Linked DNA regions of Xenopus laevis: region 1 is linked to region 2. Evidence: chromatin contacts called from public Hi-C data. All regions are on one chromosome and are shown on one strand. The core of a region is the stretch at or near the end of the contact, and the rest is flanking DNA. Distances in the headings are between cores, read along the strand shown. Region 1 has its middle 66 kb from the start of LOC108699281. Region 2 holds the start of LOC108699562 (lysozyme g).

The links. Hi-C and Micro-C count contacts between places; a contact is called where the count stands out from the background.
Region 1: a contact with region 2 is called in a Hi-C map of the XTC cell line, with 2.3 times the contacts expected there. The contact joins the enhancer-like site here to the promoter of LOC108699562 in region 2. A contact is called at or near these places in 2 of 4 Hi-C or Micro-C datasets (the XL177 cell line and the XTC cell line).

The regions. Positions count from the first base shown.
Region 1 is chr8L:110,580,783-110,583,482 of Xenopus_laevis_v10.1, reverse strand. No RefSeq gene overlaps it. Among protein-coding and RNA genes, the nearest start is that of LOC108699281, 66 kb to the right of the region's middle. Within about 2 kb of position 1,377, at least 1 of the 7 cell types and tissues checked has an H3K27ac peak or open chromatin away from gene starts, as enhancers often do.
Region 2 is chr8L:110,480,145-110,482,844 of Xenopus_laevis_v10.1, reverse strand. LOC108699562 (lysozyme g) reads right to left here and starts at 1,286. Exons shown (of 6, transcript XM_018231648.2): 1 at 1,181-1,286; 2 at 737-883. The coding sequence starts at 740.

The DNA.
Region 1 (2,700 bases), core at 128-2,627, 100 kb before region 2:
AGTGATGTTGTTGAACTTGCTGGAAGTGTCCACTTTTTATTAAAAATAAAAACAGAAAGACAGAGAGCCTCCATTATCCCAGGCCATGAGCCCTCCTAAAACAAATGTGTCATGAGTTTCAAATGTAAAAAAAAAGTGTAAATACAATATTTTTAACAGTTACAACTTGTAAACATGATCCCACTTTAAATATGACAAATCCCCAGCGTTTTTGACTTTTGCTCATGACTTTTTTGGAATACGGGATATGATGTCACTGACATAATAATGTTGAGGATATAATAACTTCATTGTATTAATTTGCCAGTCAGAACCTGGCAAAATAGATTTTGGTGAAAAGGGTAGCGAATTGAAATTTTGATAAATTAGTGAACTTGTGATCGTTCGCCTAAGCAATAATTTGCCTGACGAAAGTTTGCCAGCGACAAGGTAGTTCTCTAGCGAAGTGTGTCGCTCATCTTTCAGTAAATAGGTGATGTCATTGCAAATTGTCTTTTTAGCGGAAATTTGTCAGAAAAACACAAGTCGCTCTTTAGTAAATATGCCCCCAAGTGTCTTTGGAATGTTTTAGCATCTGTCTTTTACAGACTTAACATAATAGGTCTAACCTTGTACATCTCATTTATTAGTTGGACCAATGAAGAGAAAAGTCCAATACAACTAATAAGTAGAGATGCACCAAATCCACTATTTTGGATTCGGCCAAACCCCAAATCCTTTGTGAAAGATTCGGCCGAATACCGAACCGAAGCCGAACCCTAATTTGCATAAGCAAGTAAGGGGTGGGAAGGGAAATTTTTTTTTACTTGTTTTGTGACGAAAAGTCACGTGATTTCCCTCCCCACCTCTAATTTGCATATGCAAATTAGGATTCGGATTCGGTTCGGCCTGGCAGAAGGATTCGGCCGATTCCGAATCCTGCTGAAAAAGGCCGAATCCCGAACCGAATCCTGGATTCAGTGCATCCCTACTAATAAGAGTATGACCATTGTCATTCAAGACTTTTCTTTGTGCAGGGATAAGGGATGATATATAATGCCTAATACATAATACATAATGCCTAAATTCAGAAGAGATGATGAGGATAGAGGTAACACTAAAACAGTCAGGAATATGTGCTAAATACAGACAATGTGGGGAATTTGGTCTCCAAAGCTTCTAAATGGGACCAGGAAGCTGTTTATAGTGAACAGGAATTTCCCACCCCTAAAATTATGTTTTAATTCACCTTAAGTTGCAAAAGGGGAATTGGGTGTTCACAACAGTGGCGGAACTACCGGGGGAACCAGGGAGGCAGGGCCCCCCGGCAGCCCGTGCGCCTCTGAAAATGCGGCCGTACGGAGGGGGGCGGGCCCGGCTGTGCGTCACGCACCAGGGCCCGCCCCCCTCTAGTGACGCTACTGGTTCACAAAGAACTTGACTGGCATCTATATACTCCATAAACATTTGTAGATACAGTAGCTCTACCCAACAGAATGTGAGGTTAGAGCTAAAGCAAAGCCAACAATCAGTAACATGGTTCCCTTTACAATAATGAGAAGGGAGCTGAGCGAAAGCTGAGTTTGTTGAGTTAAGTTTGTTGGATATGCATGTAGAATTATTGGATGGGTAGGATACTTTTCTATGACAACAGAATGGAATTTAACAGAAGAGTCTTTTACTGTAGGTTCTATCTTAATTTCTCTGTCACTTCAAATCAGCATCTATTTAACATGTTGACTTGGCTTTAGCCCTTTAATTGCAATAAAGTCTATTTTTCTTTGTAACATTGAACTCTAATTACAGCCTCTATGACATATGGAAATTGTTTCTATATCTGTGTTTTAGCTTGAAGTTCAGCAGTGACCCCTACAGGGTTTGCTAGGCAACGTGACTAGATGTTCTCTGTAACTTCAGAAATTTATCAAGTTGTTTTGTAAAGCCCCAGGATGGCTATTTGGCGTTAAGCAAGTAAACAGTCATTTGCATTAGTAAAAATATGTGTAGCACATGAACTGAGCACTTATTCTCACTAAATGGCATGTGTGACAGTGTTATGTATAAAAAGCATTATGATACATAAAGCTGGACCTTGCAGTTAGGGATGTGGCTTCTCACACTGCAACAAACAGTAATTTCAATTAACCTGACATTTTTTACAAGCAGAACTCCATCCATGTAACCTGAGCAATATGCAGGCATTTGACTGGAACACGTACAAAGTAAGATAAATCATCTACCAGCCCTCCAAATAGAAAGATAAACTACAGAATAGACTTGTCCTCCAGTAAATTTCTGCACAGGTCAGGTCACTGCTAAACCAACCCGTATCTAATGGTTTTTTTGTAACTGAAAATGCATACCTGTGTTAATGAATTGTGTAACATACTTTACATGAATATCACACTTATAGGTTCTAGTATGGAGCAATCTTAATAATTAAGTCCCACTTACTGTAACTCTACAACATTTTTGCATTGTTTTGTAAGGGGCATTTTAACCAGATATTTGGATATCTTCTCCTTAAGATGTAAGTTCTGGGGCATGAGCACATGGACCTTCACGTGTCCTTCACATGGTGATTTCACCACTTTGTAGTAATTTATTTGGTTACATGGATTACTAATAGAGGATATTGTCTATACTGACATGGTGGTATCTATATACAGAGTTTGAGTTCTACAAATGGCTTCACCAGGGGTTGCCACACCCCTTGCTTCA
Region 2 (2,700 bases), core at 37-2,536:
ATATTTGTAGCCTTACAGAGCATTGTTTTTTTAGATGGGGTCAGTGACCCCCATTTGGAAGCCGGTAAGAGTCAGAAGAAAAAGACATATAATTCAAAAACTATAAAAAATAAAGGGCAATTAAAAAGTTGATAAAAATTAGCCATTCTATAACATACTAAAAGTTAACTGAAAGGCGAATCACTCCTTTAAGACTGTTTGGATGATCTGACAGATAATGTAAATACAGGTATTTGGGTTTACATTTCGCAAATATATAGAGGTTACTAGTAGAATATATTTAAAACTGGGAGATTAGTCACCCAGTGACAAATGGCTTCTTCTTCGGGCGACTAATCTCCCTGAACTGCCTTCCCGCCAGCTAGAATGCAAACCGTCGTCGGGATGGCACTTGCAACGCTTCGTTTTCCAAAGTCGCCTCACGAGGAAGTCATTACCATGTTTTCCTTGCATGTACACGAGGACAAGGTGGAGCTAGAAGCAACAGTAATGTTATTGGCATAGACACCTCTCATGTGCGATTGTGGTCTTCAGCTTTATATCACCACATGTATTGGCACCATAAAAACACTTGAAGCTGGACTTGATACTAGGGTAATAGACATCTTTACATTTTCTTGCTATAAATAACACAATAAGAGCTCCAGAAAGGTATAACAATGATTTAAATAGAAATTATCTGAGATTTGGGACATTTATTGAGGTGGAATAAAAGAGGTAGAGATCATAGTCTTACCCATATTGATGATTTCTGGTTGCTAACTCAGTCAGCTCCTCTGAATTCACGTTTATAAATAATATCAATGCTGTTGTCAATGCTGGTGTTGTTGATAGCTGCTGTGCGTGTAGATGTTCCTGCAGATGCTTCCTGATGTGATGTAATCTGGGCGGAGAGTTTAGTTAGGCTGCAAAATTTCTGTCTATCACAGGATCACGTTACTACTGTGCACAGTTTGACTTTGAAAATAATTGTTACAAAAATTGTTCTGTCCTCACTACGTGTTACCCTGGGGTATTGTGTAGCTTGACATGCAGCTAAACTCCTAACTTCGTTAATCCATTGACACGGGTTATTGAGATTCAGTTTTATTAACAAAGGGAAAGGTGTAAAACTAGAAAATGACAGTGCTTGATTATGTACTTGCTTTATAGATCAGGCTTGGGATAAAGTAATACCTACCAACGATGCTACCACCAGGCTGGATGGGGTAGGATTGCTATGGATGGTGATGTACTAACTGTGTACAGTGTAAAGATGGCAGCTAGAGTGATCATTTCCTGGTATTACACGGGGTCACATGGGAAGGGTATGGTGGCCTAAGAAGAACATTTCTATAACAATGCAAAACCATACACGTGTAGGGACCCACAGGGTTAATGTGCCCCTACAGCTTTAATTCCTTTTACTTCCTGATCTCCCTAGTTGCTGGGGGGAAGCTCCGGTTGTTAGAGATAATTTGCACAGATATGCTATTGGCGCTGTGACCACATCCTGTCACACTCTGGTATAGTGAGTGAGATGGGGTGGATCTTCCTCTTTGGCTGCTGCATGCTGACCCAGCTGGGTGTGCCCTGGGAGCCTGGATGCAGCAAGGCCCAGAAAAGCCATGTGCTCTTGAGAGATAAGTCGGGGAGTAGGGTCCTCGTGAATGAGGCTAGTAAGTGGCAGGAATATAATGTTATAGACTCTGTAGGAGAGTAAGGCAGAGAGGTAAGAGCAGCTTTGTGCTCCACCAAAGAGGTGTAGCAGGGAGTAGCTTCCCAGGCCATAAAATTTGCCTACAGTGATGGGACACAGTGGATAGGATGTCAGGCTTTAGGTTCTCTTCCCTGACCACTCCACTGGGTGGGATCCAGACCACGTGTGTGGTATTTCTGCCTGGAGGTGCTGCACTGCCTTGACTAAATCCTCAGGAAAATGCACCTGCCTCTACCTCTGAAGCTCTGTGTGAGTTCTATGCCTCTCTATATTCTGCCTCTATCTATGAGCTCTTTGTGAGCCTTCCAGTTCTGTGTGAGCTGTGCAGTGTAGGTGTACATGGATATTGCCAAATGCCTCTGTACCACTGTAAGTAAAACCTGTGGGTCATTTGTCTCTGACAAATAAGTTATTTTGTTATACTTTAAGAACAGTCCTGGTGCCCATTTTTATTATTGTTGTTGCACATTAGCCTGAGAGTTGTAGTTACACTACTTTGTTCCTGAAATCTTCCATTTAGCGAAGGCCCTAGCCTGGGGTGTTTGAATGACATGTAACTCATGCACTAAGCACTAGCTGGACATTAACTTCTTTTTGGTTTGTTAGCAAAGTTAGCATTACACAAGTTAATGACAAGGTGATCCAATACAAACAATAAAACAATGCTGGAGGCATAAAATGAATGTGTTAATACCACACCCTGGCAATAATATGTAAGCTCACATGCAACGTCAAGTCCACCCATTCAACATCAGAGTCACACACTGCCTATTAGCATTCTGTAGTTAATTAAAAATCCCCCAGCAAACCGTGTGACTGAATAGTAAGACCATGTTGCACTTACCCTTAACTTAGAAGCTCTAGTGAGCAAGCAAGTTGTTCCTTGCTCTAAGGCTGAATGGCAGCTAAAGGCAAAATGTGGCTACGATTTGTACATGAAAAACAGAAAGAAATTGCCAGTTCTTGGTCTGAACCATGCTGTGGCTTTTATCAGCTGCTAA